Regions from separate parts of the Rattus norvegicus genome. Here region 2 is linked to region 1. The links are chromatin contacts, called in public Hi-C maps. All regions are on one chromosome and are shown on one strand. Each heading gives the region's core, a stretch centred on a gene start, on an enhancer-like site or on the middle of the called end of the contact. The rest is flanking DNA. Distances are from core to core; before and after follow the strand shown. Region 1 overlaps Ctnnal1 (catenin alpha-like 1). Region 2 overlaps LOC134486937 (a long non-coding RNA gene).

Evidence for each region. Hi-C and Micro-C count contacts between places; a contact is called where the count stands out from the background.
Region 2: a Hi-C map of frontal cortex shows a contact between it and region 1, with 1.9 times the contacts expected there. The contact joins two enhancer-like sites. A contact is called at or near these places in 2 of 12 Hi-C or Micro-C datasets (Schwann cells and frontal cortex).

What each region holds. Positions count from the first base shown.
Region 1 is chr5:76,313,890-76,321,705 of GRCr8, reverse strand. Ctnnal1 (catenin alpha-like 1) reads left to right here. Exons shown (of 19, transcript NM_001106649.1): 12 at 1,937-1,974; 13 at 5,687-5,737; 14 at 5,835-5,989; 15 at 7,317-7,365. Among named protein-coding and RNA genes, the nearest start is that of Abitram, 17 kb to the right of the region's middle. Within about 2 kb of position 4,320, at least 5 of the 93 cell types and tissues checked have an H3K27ac peak or open chromatin away from gene starts, as enhancers often do.
Region 2 is chr5:76,834,843-76,842,658 of GRCr8, reverse strand. LOC134486937 (a long non-coding RNA gene) reads right to left here. Exons shown (of 2, transcript XR_010066520.1): 2 at 1,289-1,770. Among named protein-coding and RNA genes, the nearest start is that of Ptpn3, 18 kb to the right of the region's middle. Within about 2 kb of position 2,953, at least 12 of the 93 cell types and tissues checked have an H3K27ac peak or open chromatin away from gene starts, as enhancers often do.

The DNA of each region.
Region 1 (7,816 bases), core at 3,071-5,570:
TTTCTGGAAGAGATAACTGAATATAACTATCAGCTAAGGATGGAGTCCTACACATATTACCTGGCCCTTTGAGCTGCCCTCTCTTTGGACATCATGCTTGCAATACATTTTAGGTTTGTTTGTTTGTTTGCTTGTTTCTTGTACCATTATGTGGCCTTGGGTAAGTCCTTTCACATTGTGCCTAAAATATTATTATTTCATGGGCTGGGATGTTGCTTACTTGGTAGACTGTTTGCCTAGGATGCACGCCGCCCTGGGTTCCAACCCCAAGCATTGCATAACGGGGTTGTGATGGTGTCTGCTTGTAAGTCCAGTGCTCAGGAGTTAGAGGCAGGAGGATCAGTGCTCAGGGTCATCCTGGGCTACATGGTGAGTTGGAGGTCAGCTGAGCTACACAAGGCTTTGTCTTAGAAAATAATGTCATCTCTTCAGTCTAAAATCAATATTGTACTGAGGCCGAGTACACTCCATTTTCCTTGAAAAGAAGGTGTCTGCTAGCCAAACTGGGGTGCTGACATGACCTCCAAGCCTGGTGGCCAAGTGGAAGGATTCCTACAAGCTCCCACTGGTTCCCACTGGTCCCACTAACTGCTGAGTGCACATATCCATGCATGTACACTCACATGTAGATAAATGCTTTTTGAAAGAGAGAAAGAAAGAAGAAAAAGAAGCAGTTGCTGCTGGGCTGTAGTTTAGTTGTATGGCTCATGCTTTGTGCAAGGGCCTGGGTTTGTTCCCTAATACACAAGGACGAGCAACAAATCACAAACATCTAAAAGCCTCAGCAGTTGATTTTCAAATCCTATACTCATTTTCAAATTTTATACTCATTTATTTTATTTTCTTATAACAAAATACTAATTAATTACTGATGGTCACTAAATGTCTTAGGGTTTCTATTGCTGTGCTAAATACTGTAACCAAAAGTAACTTGTGTCAAATTAACCAAAAAAAAAAAAAAAAAAAGAATCCAACCAGAAGAAAAGAATTGGCTTTTTCCCCCATCAGTAAAATGTTAATGCTAAGCTGGCTTGGTCATATGGAGTTTGAGGCCAGCCAGATCTACAAAGCAAGTCCCAGGACTGCCAAGGCTATTATACAAAGAAATCCCATTTTAAAAAGCCTATGATGATGGTGATGGTGGTGATGGAAATGATGGTGATGATGGAGATGATGGTGATATGTTAATGCTAAGTGTATTTGGAAAGTAGCAACATGGGTGGAAATGGCTTTCTAATTTTGATTCTTTATGCTATTTGTTTTGTTTTTTAAAATTTATTGCACAAACCTTATCTTAAATTCACAGACTAGCTTTATAAAACAAAATCACTATCTATTGTAAACTGATCTGCAAGCCAGAAAGATGACAGATAAGCAGGTGTGTTGGGGGGGGATGGGAGGGGGGTGAACCGGACCTTGCAGGCAGCCTGCCTTCCCTGTGGTCAACTTCACATTACTCACAACCCCCAATCTGTGTGTTTTACTTCCTCCTCCTGTCTTGTCCACTGGAGTTGTCCTTTCCCCAAGTAAGAGAACTGTATGCTAGTTGGGATGATGGGGTTTGTGTAAGGAGGAAGGGAAGAAGAACTGATGCTGGTCCTGATTCGAAGATCCTGGTTTGGGGGAGTGGCAGGCTGCTGGAGGACCACTCTGATTGAGGCTGCCTGGGAATGGAAGTCAATCCCAATGACACATTTTGCTTTTTGTTTTCCCTTTACTTGGTGGTGAGCTCTGGCATTGTAGGTGCCTTAGGGATGCAGGTGTTGCTACTGTTCATGTCTGCAAACCAAGTTATGCTGTCTATCTGAGTCACATATAATCGACAGTCTAGAGTATCACAACTAATGTAACCTTCTTGTTTGCTATTGTAAAAGTTAAATTTGAGTAATAAAACTGTATCAGTAGAAAGGTTTTAAGTGATTTGTGTTATTTGTAGGAGAGAAGTATGACCATCTTTCACTTCCAAAGCCCATGGTAAGTACAGGAGCTCTGTGCACTCAAATGCCTGTCTTCAGAATTGAAATTATGCTCTTTTTATGTATCGCTGCTACCCTCCCTTAGCAACAGGGAACACTTAGGAGAGTTTATGTCCACTATTCAGAGATACTACTCTGAGCAGCAGCCCACACAGGACCTGTCCTCTTAATATTTGCATTCAGCTTGGGGTTCAGAGAATAGCATCCTAACCACACTGCCCACGTTGTGGCTAACAGCTGCTATATTAGATAGTACATATTTAATCTTATATAAAAAGGAAATGAAGAGAAGAGAGAGATTAATAATTATTAATAGTATTTGGTGGTGAAGGCATAGTGAGTATTCAAAGACAATACCAGGAGTACCAGGAGTACCAAGAGTAAGAAGCTAGACAGTGAAACTTTCATGTCTGGGAACAGTAATGGCAGCGGCAATAACTGCTGTAGGGAAGAGAACTGAAGACAAATCCTCAGAGTTTCAAAAGGACAAGGGGCTGTGGAGATGCCTTAGTGGCTACGAGTGCATACTCTTTTACTGAGGACTTGAGGTTGGTTCCCATTACCCATGGAGGGCAGCTCACCACACCTCTAACTCGGTCCAAGAGTATCAGACACCCTCTTCTGGGCACTGCGGGCACTTGCATCCACACCATGGTTCGGTGCTGAAATACTTTTGTAAACTGAATATAGGTAGCAATAAAACAAGGAAGAGACTACAAAATCATTTTGAGAAACAGTTTGTACTATATGTTTTATCTAATTTTTTAAAAAATTTTCATCCACCTTGAATCCAATAAATGACACAGTTAGTCTACTGCTATATTTAATCAAATAAACATAGGTTGATTGTTTTAAATGCCATATGTTGGGCCTCTTATAAAACAGTTTTGGATAAGAAAAGACATCATACAGCTGGGCATGGAAGTGCACACCTGCAACACTTGGGAGCCTGAGGCAGGAGGATTATGAATTTGATGTCAACCTGTAAGACAGATTCCCAAAACAACCTGTAAGACAGATATCCAAAACCAGACAAAATCAACAACCACAAAACAAAAAGGAGGTGCTCCTGCTGTGAGGGAGAGTTCCTGCTGTGAGGGAGTGCTCCTGCTGTGAGTGAGTGCTCCTGCTGTGAGTGAGGTGCTCCTGCTGTGAGGGAGTGCTCCTGCTGTGAGGGAGTGCTCCTGCTGTGAGTGAGGTGTTCCTGCTGTGAGGGAGTGCTCCTGCTGTGAGGGAGTGCTCCTGCTGTGAGGGAGTGCTCCTGCTGTGAGGGAGTGCTCCTGCTGTGAGTGAGGTGTTCCTGCTGTGAGGGAGAGTTCCTGCTGTAGTGAGGTGCTCCTGTTGTGAGGGAGTGCTCCTGTGTTTGAGGTGTTCTTGCTGTGAGGGAGTGCTCCTGCTGTGAGGGAGTACTCCTGCTGTGAGTGAGGTGTTCCTGCTGTGAGGGAGAGTTCCTGCTGTAGTGAGGTGCTCCTGCTGTGAGGGAGTGCTCCTGCTGTGAGTGAGGTGTTCCTGCTGTGAGTGAGGTGCTCCTGCTGTAGTGAGGTGCTCCTGCTGTGAGGGAGTGCTCCTGCTGTGAGGGAGTGCTGCTGCTGTGAGGGAGGTGTTCCTGCTGTGAGTGAGGTGCTCCTGCTGTGAGGGAGAGTTCCTGCTGTGAGTGAGGTGCTCCTGCTGTGAGGGAGTACTCCTGCTGTGAGTGAGGTGCTCCTGCTGTGAGGGAGAGTTCCTGCTGTGAGTGAGGTGCTCCTACTGTGAGTGAGGTGCTCCTGCTGTGAGGGAGTGCTCCTGCTGTGAGGGAGTGCTCCTGCTGTGAGGGAGTGCTCCTGCTGTGAGTGAGGTGCTCCTGCTGTGAGGGAGTACTCCTGCTGTGAGTGAGGTGTTCCTGCTGTGAGGGAGTGCTCCTGCTGTGAGGGAGTGCTCCTGCAGTGAGGGAGTGCTCCTGCAGTGAGGGAGTGCTCCTGCACTGAGGGAGTGCTCCTGCAGTGGCTCACTGCTGAAGCACTTGCCTCCTTTCATAGGTGCAGGCTCCATTTCCAGTACAATGGGTTGAAGGGAAGATTTTATTGAACTTAGTGGACACTAACATATTTTATATATATATTAAATTTAATATATATAATATAATAACATATTTAATAACAATCTCAAAATATAAACCACTTCCTTAGTTGAATGTAGCACAGTTAACTATATTTTTAGAGAACTGTATCTCATTTTTCAGAGAGCAAACTTAGAGTCTTGTGCTAATTATTTTTGGAAAGCTTTAGCTTTATGTAACAGAACTGTATTTCCCAATAGTGTCCGCTAGGTGGCAAGGTTGACCACAGTTTCCTTTTGTCTGTTTTTGTTTTTACATTTTTTCATTTTTCCTGGCGGGGGTGGTGTGGTGTGAGCCTGTGCCGTGGTAGGTGGTAGGTGTGTGCAGGCCAGAAGACATCTGAAGGGGTTGGTTCTCTCCTTCCACTGTGTGGGTCCTGAGGACCAGACGTAGGCTGTCAGGCCAGGTAGCCAGGGCCTCTACTCACTGAGCTTTGTCACTGCCCTGTGGCCACACTTTAAAGATGGCTTGTTTGTCTTCTACAGTTCTTAACATTCATTAAGTACTTTTGCAATCCAATTTGTAAAAATAAAAATCATGTAACACAAGTAGTTTATATGAGAAAGATAGGGAATGAAGTCTAAGTAAAATGTAGAAGCATTGAGAAGGTACTGAGTTTGACTCACATTGCTTTGTGGCCTACTGGAAGGAACTAAAGACCATGTGACTCCCAAGCTAGACAGGCACATGAATATTTATTTGGCTGTAATTCACATCTTGTATATACATATGTAAATGTATGTCATGTGTGTGTGTGTGTGTGTGTGTGTGTGTTTAATTTGAATAAGTGTTTCTACTGGACAATTGCTTTCTCCAGCTGTTGGTCAGTCTCTATTGAACTCCTGATATGTCTGAGAGTATGAGAAATTCTCACTGTGGGCTGTCATCTCCAAAGAACTTTCGAATATATATTTCAAAGAAGCAGTGTTATAGTTGGTGGTTGCTCTGTGTTGCTGGAATTAGCAGGAATCTCAGAACTAGCCTGGTGACCTATGATAGGCTTCTTCCCTTCTAGAGGAAATGCACTGAGCTCCTAATACTTATGCCAAAACATGTTCTTCCTAAAATTGGAGACCATTGAGCACTGGCTTATGGTAAATCCTAAATTCAAAATGTAGGGTCTTTACAATATGGGCTTCAGGATTAGCCACTGCAGCAGCAGTAAAACTGTATTAAAATTGAGAGTGTTGAAGGCATCAGATTATAGCATCATAACTAGTAGGAACATCCTTACAAATGACATTTCATCAGAATCATTCAAATGTTACAATAATATTATTGTAACAGAGAAGTCAGGGAGCTCTGGGCACAGTATCAGTAGATTCTGAGAATATTTTAGGTGCTGTCTTAAGGTCCCTAAAGACCTTGTGAAAAGAAGCAGGCAGCTAGTAACACAGAAAGCAGATTGGACATTACCCTCTGTCTTTGTCCCGTTAGCCCTGAATTCCAAACTGATGACTTGCTCTGAGCAGAAGTCACCCAGTAGAATAACCTGCTTAATTTTACCACCTGCTAGGTATTGTAAAGTTGCAGTTCCTTACAAGTTCATATGTTTTCTATTATAACTTTCCTCACAATTGAATACTAAGACTTTCTAACCTTTTTATTGTCACAGAAAAATAATGCAAACCTGAAATCAGTGAAGTCTGACAAACCTGATTCAGAGGTAAGCTCTTTGGTTGTGTAACAGTCTCGTACCCATAACGAGACAGAGTTGTGAAATCTTCCTTCCAAGGACAGACCTGTGATTAGTGTGTTTGTAGGAGCAAGCCAAGATAGCCAAGCTTGGGCTGAAGCTGGGATTGCTTTCCTCCGATGCTGACTGTGAAATCGAGAAATGGGAAGATGACGACAACGAGATCGTTCGACATGGACGGAATATGTCCAGGATGGCCTATTCTCTGTATTTATTTACTAGGTATGCAGTGTCATTTTAATTTGTTTACGTGTTTGCTTATTTGGCCATTTTTGAGACAGGGTCTCAGACGACAGCCCAGGCTGGCCTAGAACTTGCAGGAACCTTCTTGTCTCGTGCTCCTGAGTCCTGGGACTATAGGTATGCACCATAAATAAATAAATCTTCACAAAGTTAAGCAAAGATTGAGACATGTGAAGAATAACCCCATGGAGTAGCAGAGGCTAGCTGAAGTCCTGCCGGCTGGGATATGTGGTTTGGGGTTAGAAGTACTAAGGTTCAGGAATACAGTCCTGTACCACATGAATGTGTGCTGTATTGTTCACTGAGGCATGTCTCCACAATGCCAACAGCTCCTTGTGGTCAAAGCACAAGTTGTTATTCTGCCACAGTGTCTGCATGTTTCCTCAACATTCTCCCCTACGTCCTTTGGCATGCCAACGTCATCTAGGTACTCCCAGCAAGGTCACTGGGTAGCCTTCAGTCTGGAGATCTGTCCTGTCCCTAGGCATGTTGATAGCCCTTCCTCAGGCAATTGCTTGAGATCATTGTAATGACGTATATAAATGTATTAATAATTATTTCTATATAACAATTCCTATTTCTTAATAAAATATTAAAGACAGTCTAGTGCTTTTCAAGTTTTCCTTGTAACTTTCGATATAATTCTGTCTCATGGTTCCAGTTGCTCCTCCCAGCATTTAACAGACAACAGAAAGAGTTTGTTTGCACCTCACAGCTGTTAGGGGAGGCAGGAGTTGTTGCTGCAGGAGTGTGTGTGCATCTCCTGATTTGTGCCCAGGCCAAAGCTCCTCTCCAGCATCTGCTGGCTGCTCTGTTGGAATTTACCTTTCATTTTTCAGAGTTCCTAGTTCTTGGTAGCTTTAAACTCCTGACTAAGACTGTCAGTACAGTAGTATTGCGATTATTTTCTACAGTTAGAACTGGAAGCCCCACTGAAGCTGAAGCTGAGCTCCCGCCAGGGTCCGGTGCTCTTTTCATTGCATAGGAAATGCATTTGGTTGACACATAGTATCTGATCTCATATATTTATGCCTGAAGCAAAATAAAGGCAGCCAGAAAAAGACAAATAGCAGTAATCACCTGACCAGTTTCAGTTCTCTTTGCATTGTGAAATTAACATATAAGACATATAATTAGGAAGTAATTATGAAAGCCGTTTTAAGGAAAATGTCACAATATTATCGGTATGATCATATTCTTTATAAATTGAGTTCTGCTAATATACAGAATACTCTAAAACATTAATGTTCTATAAGCCAACTTCCAGGCTCATATTTATATTTATTCTAATAACATTCTTTTTTAGAGGAGAGGGGCCACTGAAAACTTCCCAGGACTTAATTCACTTCCTGGAGGTAAGTTTTATTTTCACAAGTACTCGGAGAGATAGGATCCTGAAGGATAAGAAGAGAAAGGTGCCTGGGGGTGGTTGAAAAGACTGTAAGGTTGTTAGAGTAGGTGCATTACTGAGGTGACAGGTGGAAGGGTGAGTGGAGTCAGAGTCTACAGAGGCAGGACAGGTGTGATTTATGCACCTTGCAGAGTCAGGAGCAGTGCAGATGAGGGCTGAGACACCGTGGAGTGGACGGCACTGCATTTCTGCAGAAGCCCAGTGTTCTGTGTTTCCCAGTGTGATGGTGCTGAGCCCCCTCAGCCTTGGGAAGCAGTGGGGTGATATGATGTTCTAAATGCTTTGACTCAACTAACACTACAAATGCTAATGCCACTGGCCGAGGTGCAGTACACCAAGGGAGGACATTAGGCTTGTAGAGTGGAAATCAAGCATTGTGCTTTGCCCATGTTGAA
Region 2 (7,816 bases), core at 1,704-4,203, 520 kb before region 1:
TGGGTTCGGTCCCCAGCTCCAAAAAAAAGAAAAAGAAAAAAAAAGAATCTTTCTCCTTTTAAAGATAGCAAGTACGGGGGTGGGGGATGCTTTTTAAAAAAGACAGCAAATGTGGAAAACACTTTCAAAGAAACCCAATAACCTGCCCCTACCCTTGCAACTATGCTTCAGGATAGAGGATGGACTGGGTATTCAGGTATCGCTTCCGCCACGGTGTGGATTAGCCCAGATAGAACTGGAGGACACCAGGAAAAACACTGACCAAGTGACAGATGGCTGAGCCCCTCTGGATCGCCATTCAAAGTGCGTGTTTCTTGTCGAGTAGCGTGCAGACCCTGAGGGCACTCTGAGGGTAGCATCTTCTCCAGGTGAGCACACCTGTGTGAGCAGCTGCACCCCCAAAGCCCTCCATCTGCCCCTCTGTTCGCTGATGCTCTGAACCCCAAAAGTTTGGAACTAGGGAGTTTCCTGTATGGGAAGCCTCCCTCCGAACCCTCGAAGCTCCTCCTCACCCCCAAGCCTTCCTCCGCTCACTGAGCTTCTTTGATTCATCTATTCTTCCGTCTGGTCGTCACCGTTTGAACTAACTTGTTTGGGGAGGTCATGTGTCCCATGCTATACAGGGGGTGGGGGGAATACAAGGCAAGTGACAGCAGACTTTGAGCTAAAAAGACAGGCATGGCCAAGGGCAGCTGACATGCTGTGTGGTAACTGTAATGATGGAGGGGAGCTGGGTCAGGGCGGAGAGGGTGTGCGCTTCAACAGTCAGGAGGCAGCACTTAGGAAACTAATTGAAACTGTGTGGGCGAGACCAGCAGGACTTCCAAGTCGATGGGATGGGAGAGCGAGAGAGAGGACTGGCTTTCTCTTGTTACCTTATAGACTCCTGTGGATGGACTTGGTAGCTCACAGCTTATTATTGCAAGGCGTAAAAGCTTGCTTTCTAGAGAACCTAACAAATCAGACCCGCAGTGCTGCAGCTGAACAGTAGAGGGCGATAAAGACTTGTGCTTGACGCTAAAATCCTGCACCCCTCTAGCACTGTCCCCCACCCCCATACCCCCCAATAAAAATGTCATGAAAGCTCTCTGGAGGTAGATAAGGATGCGGATGAAGCCCAAAGAGTGAAGTGAGTATGGTCAGAGTCACACAGCTCCTCAGTAGCAGAGAGAGAGCCTGGACCACCAGACTCATTCAAGTCACCCTGTACTGCTCTCGACTTTCCCAAAATCGCAGTTCCTAAAATCCAGATGCTTCACGCATCTGTTTTTTAAATTTCCTTTTCTCCTTGTCTTTAAGAGATGGTGAAGGGAAAATGAGCCACGGTGTAGAGGCGTACGTACATATGTACGTACAAGTAACATGTGACTGTCCCGGGTCTTCCTTCCCTTCCTGCCTCTGAATGAAGTCGGCGGGTTAAAAATGGGTGTCTCGGTTTCAGTGTATGTCCCGCCTCTTCTTGGTATGATCGTGATGCTTACCTTCAAGTCTTTGAAGCCCTGACTGTAAAGCCTGGTGCTGTTCACCTTTATGCCTCCAAGGCTGTCCCCAGAGTAGAAGAGAACTGATGTAAACTTGTTGCAAACAGTCTCCAGCAAGGAGCAGGTGGCTCCATCTGTATTCCTGTTGACTGTCTCAGCCCTCGAGGTTCTTTGTATCAAGTCCCAGCTGTGCCATAAATGGCATAGGTCCCTTCTCTGTCACAAGCCACGGTCATCTCATTCTTCCAACAGAGGTCATCACACCCATGTTACTCCTTCAGGAACAATCCTAGAAAGAAACGGATGAGTGGGTCAGAGTTCAACGCCCAAGAGTCTAGCAAGCAAGGACGCTGTATAAACTCGCTGTTGTAACACATTCTCAGACCATATTGAAAACCGGCCTGGTGGGCTGGGGAGATGGCTCAGTGGTTAAGAGCACTGGCTGCTCTGCCACGGGTCCTGAGTTCCGATTCCCAGCAACCACATGGTGGCTCACAACCACCTGTAATGGGATCTGATGCCCTCTTCTGATGTGTCAAAGACAGCTACGGTGTCCTCATACACATAAAATGAATAAAATATTTTTAAAAAGAAGAAAGGAACGGGCCCGGTATATGTAGACATTAGCTACTCTAGAGGCGGAGACAGAGGGATCACAAGTTCCAGGCCAGCCTCAACAACTTAGCAAAACCTTACGTTAAAAGGAGGGAGTGGGGATACGGATAAAGAATAATTCAGTAGTAGAGTACATATCTAGCATGCTCAGAACCCGGCTTTGTAAATAAGATTGATGCACATTTCTTTTTCTTTTTCTTTTTTTTTTTTTTTTCTTTTTTTCGGAGCTGGGGACCGAACCACCCAGGGCCTTGCGGTTGCTAGGCAAGCGCTCTACCACTGTAAATAAGATTGAAAAAGACAGCACTAGAAAAAGCACAAGTCAGAGGGCCCCAGGACCGCTGCTCTCTCTGGTGTTTTCTTCTTAACTAGAGGAGGTAAAAATCTCATCCCTTTTTAAGGTTTACAGAATTTGCCAGGTTCACCCTCCCTACATCAGCATAAGTTGCTCATAGGCTCAGGAATCCCAGTGGACCATCTAGGGCACAGAGCAGATAAAGTTCTTATCTCCACCCCAGGGCTCCCAGGCCCATGCTGCCAAGTCTCTCTTCCTCTCCCAGACACTCCTCGACGGGGAGCCAGTAGCGCCTAGCTAAGTAGGCGGGTCGGGCTCCTTGAAAAGAAGCCAAAATGGAGACAACTGGATGATGGTAGGGGGTCCCCAACCAACACAGATGACCTAGAGGAGGGAGCACCTCACAGCTCCAGCATCTCACAGCTTCAGACCCAGTTGTACCCTACTTGCCTACCACAGTACGTGCTTCCCCTTCTCCCCGCATCCAGCCTCCCAGGAAGCTACGCCTAGGTCCCCGCAGATAGGTTCTGTGTCTGTGTTTTCTCTGACCCCAGTTCCTGGCGCACAACCTGGGAAAGAAGACCTCACTCAGTCAATGTTTGCTAAATTGAATTGAACCGAGCTGCACGGAGGCCAGGATTATTGACCTTTCCAGGCAATGTTTTTGTTTTCCTGTCTTTGCAGGATGCACGGGGCACATTGGAAAAGGCAATTGGAGAGTGTGCCGCCGCGGAGAGATTACTGAGAGAGGGCTGAACGGGTTCAAGGAAGTAAAGATGAGAAAGTGTGTGGGCATCTGCAGGCATGGGAAGCAATTACTGCTCCCCAAACTTAAAGGCCCAGAGGAGGCTGGGGAAGAATGCGGCAAGCTGCCAAAAGGCAGCCGGTGGGCGGGGTGAAGTAAAAATCCATCCCACGCTCGGCCTGCTCCACTCTCCTATATCCTGATGTTGTCTCTTGTTGGTTGGACCCAAATAGAAGCCAAAGAAGCCCAGGGTACAAGCCATAAAAGGCAGCTTCTCCGGGCTTAGAGCAAAGGGGTTGAAAATCAAGAACATACGTGGATGGGGGAATGAGGAATACCCGACAAAGTGGCTTTCCCCAAAACACTCTCCACTCTACATTGGCATCAGAACTGCTTCTTTTTTTCTGGTTGGTTGGTTGGTTTTGAGACAGAGTATCTATATAGCCCTGGTTCTCCTTGAATTTGCTCTGTAGATCAGACGAGCATCAAACCCACAATGATCTACCTGCCTCTGCCTCCCGAGTGTTAGAATTAAAGACACGTTCTGCCTCCTTATAACAGTCTGTGGCCCTGTAATGGTTGGTGCTGTCAACTTGATAGAATTTAGAACTCATCTAGGAGATGGGCCTCTGGACATGCCTTTGGGGTTATTATCTTAAATGTATTAGTTAAGTGAGATAGGAAGACCGGTCCACTGTGGGTGGCATCATTCCCTGGCTGGGAACATGGACTGTATAAGTGGAGAAAAGCAGCAGCTCAGCTATTCATACCCCATTCACGATCACGGGTGTGATGTGATGAGCTGCTTCAAGTTCTTGCTGCCTTGACACCTTGGAACTATGAACCAAAAAATAAACCCTTATTTCCTTAGGTTGATTTTTGTCACAGTATTTTATCTCAGCAACAGAAAAAGAACAAAGTCATGCACCCTCTGTTCGTCTCTGACCCCTCTAAGAGCACTCATGTTCCATTTGTCTCTCCATCCTAATCCTTCTAGCCACCATGGATGTGTGGGCAGGCAAGAGGACAGATAAACCAAATCAGTTGTGGCTTTTTGCTTGGGAAGAGATCATCCAGAAGATGCCAGGCAAACTATCTCAATAAACTCACTAGTTTAACAGGGGTTAAGTCAGACTTTAGAACTAGAAGACTATTCCACATGTTCTGTGCCCACGTGCCAATCAAGAACAATGCTAGGGGGGTTGGGGATTTTGCTCAGTGGTAGAGCGCTTGCCTAGCAAGCACAAGGCCCTGGGTTCGGTCCCCAGCTCTGAAAAAGAGAAAAAGGGGAAAAAAAAAAGAACAATGCTAGGCTGGTTAGGGGGCTCCAATGCCACTGGTCTCGGAGGACACCTGCACTCAAGTGTGTCTACCCTTACATAAACCTATACACATAATTAAAAATAATAAAAATTGATCTTTAGAAAAAGAAAAGGCTTGCCTCTCAGGACCTCTGGATGACGTCCAGAGATAATATTTCATCAAATGGTTCTTTCAGGCTATATGGAAAAGAGTCTCGGATTTCCTAGGTGCTGCTGAAACAGCTATATGAGGGTACCTATTCTATGGAATTACCTTCTTGTATCGAAGAAATATGAGGCCCCATACTAATGCAGGCCAGTCCCTCTGGACCAGTACTTCCAATTCAAGGTTGTCATGTAAATCTCTCAGAAGAGAGAATTAACTCTCCTCACCCCCTGTCTCGAGGCTGAATAAGAAGCCACTCCCAAAAGTCCATGTCCTGAAACAACCGTTTGTTTGCAGTTTAGTTGTACTTTGCGTTTTTCTCCTTCCTCTCGAACATAGAGTCGCCTGGGACAGTCTGTGCAGTGGAAGTAGAGTTACACACGATGAACACAGCCCCGAAAGCCCACCCCAAGCCCCGCTGCACCCCATCTTCCAGCATGCCCATGCAAGTCTCAAAGCCAACTCCAAATCAAGCAAGAGGGAAGTCTTTCTGCTTTTCATAGACGAAACTACAAAGTCACATGGCAAAGAACGTGGTTGTAGAGGAGCCCAGGACGTAGACAACTACCCACGTCCCCATTCTCTAGGTGGAGCTGTAGTGGCCTGGTCCTCTTAAGAGCAGATACCGGTGACTTCGTTCACTTCTCTCCTCACATATAAACTCCATGAAACAAGGCCTCTTCATATTGCTAATCAGTACTCGCCGAGTGACTAAAAGAGTAAATGTCCCTCACTGCCTCTTCCTCAAGCTCTTACATCCCAAAGATGATATCTGAAACTAGGTGGCTCCGTGACTGCGGAACGTGACAGTCTGGGCTCTGTCCACTGTGGAGGTGACCACACACCTATCATCAGAAGTGTAACCATCGGAAGAGTGTGCTTCACCATGGTGCCTGCATCTGAAGAGGAGTGAGGTGGGGTGGAAACTGGTAAATGAATTAGGAGGTTTTGTTTTCCAGAGGCCAAGGGTGATACATGTAGATCTAGGAACAGAAAGCAGAGCTTAGAAAGCAGTGGGAAGTGTCGTGTGGGTTGAATGGAGAGACTATACCATTTTCTGTGGCGGAGACGGGACAGTATCACTGTGTAGGGCTTGGGGTCTGGGCAGCTGGGGAAAGCGCCAACAGATAAGGAAGAATTTTTATGGGACAAAACTTATCTGTCAGTTTGAGACTTGTTGCGTTTGGAAGCATCCATGGGACATTTAGGCGGAGGATCTAGTAGACAGCGAAACTTCCAAAGCAATATTCACTGTCAATTCAGCCTTCATATTCATCTCACTCACATACAATACCCATGTAAGCAAGCACTCCTGCACCTGCTAGACGGCCCCACCAACAAAGATCAGGCAAGCACCTCGTGGGTACAAGAAGCACACGAGCCAGCAACAGAAAATCAGAGTGAGCAGCCGCTTCTGCAGGGGAATGCCCCTGGCTTGCACACATCCAGCCAACATAAGTGTGCAAACCCCTGCCCTGAATGTGCACAGTGTGCTCGGGGCTAGAATCATGTAAGACAACATGAAAAGAGCCCCTGCCGACAAGGAGCTGGCAGTGGGAGGGCGGGGAGTTGAAATGTATTTCCCTAAAACCAACCACACCTAGGGCCCCTAGGTAAACACCCAGATGGGGTGGGGTTCTAGATAAGATCAGCCGGTTATATTTGAACAGACGGGTTGACACTAACAGGTCCTAAAGTTTCAAGACCCAAGAGTGTGTAGAATGACAATAAAGGACATTCTGGATATGGTGCCTGGCTTGAGGCAGGACTAAGGAAAGAGGTGAATATATATTATGTTGGTTTATGACAGCAGTTCTCAACCTGTGGGTCATGACCTTTTGGGGTCATAGATCAGATATCTTGCATGTTAGATATTTACATTACGCTTCATAACAGTAGCAAAATTACAGTAATAATTTTATGACTGGAGGTCACCACAGCATGAGGGACTGTATCAAACGGTTGCAGCATCAGGAAGGCTGAGAACTAGAGATGCATGGAAGGGGCTGGTCCATAGGAACACAAAAGGGGTGAAGACGGGGGTGAGGAAAGGAAATACCAAGTAGCACTCAAAGAAAGGATCCAGACTTGCCCAGAGCTGGCTATAGTCTCCCATGCTTTAATCCCAGCACTCGGGAGGCAGAAGCAGGTGGATCTCTGTAAATTCAAGGCCAGCCTGGTCTGCATGGATTTCAAAACATTCAGGGCTAGTGAGACCTTTTCTCTCTCAAAAAACTAAACAAACAATGATAGTAACAACAACAAAACCAAACCAGCAGACAAGTGCACAGGCTACCCTTCCCTGAGGCATTTTTTGGGCAGGGATCACAAAGATGCAGTTCTTAGAATGAATTCTAATTGGTTTCCTTAAATTGGGTAAAAATGGGGCTGGAGAAACGGCTCAATGGCTCAACTGAGTCCAGCTCCCAGCACCCACTTCAAGTGCTCACGACCACCTCTCACTCAGCCCAGCAGATCTTCAGTCCTCTTCTGGACTTTAAGAGCAATTACATTCACATGACTTTACCCCACATAGATCCCTAAGCATACTCGTATTAAAAATAAACAAATAGGGGGGTGGGGATTTAGCTCAGTGGTAGAGCGCTTGCCTAGCAAGCGCAAGGCCCTGGGTTCGGTCCCCAGCTCTGAAAAAAAGAAAAAGAAAAAAAATAAACAAATAACACACAGTGAAAGCATTCCTAATGCCGTGCACGGTGTCTGTAATTCTGGCCCAGGATCGCACACCTTAGTCAGTCCACCCTCGAAGCATACAAGAGGCAGACACTAATTATACCTGTGTGACAAACGAGCCACTAAGACTCACAAAGAGTCCCTACCTAGCACTTGCAGTGAATACCTCCCTTCAGAAAGCTGGGAGAGTAGAGTGGTGTTTCCTCAGAGAGTGTGTGCGCCCTGCCGCCAAGAGAGAGATGAGCAGGGTTGACCGACAAATGCCTTTCAGAGGTTTGCGGTGGCTGGGCCCATGGTTCCCAGATGCCCTTATTGGTGGACCAGTTTCACCCAGGAGTTGCTTAGCAATTAGAGTCATGACTCTCAGGCCTGGGCGAAGACCAGGAACTACCATGGTGAAGGGGCTCTTTGGACAGCTCAAACGCACAGCTAACAGGAAAATTGGTTTGGCGCAGTGTTTGCGCCGTCTTGGCGTCCTTCAGGTGTCTTCAGGCCAATGCAACTGCCAGGGCCCACATAGAC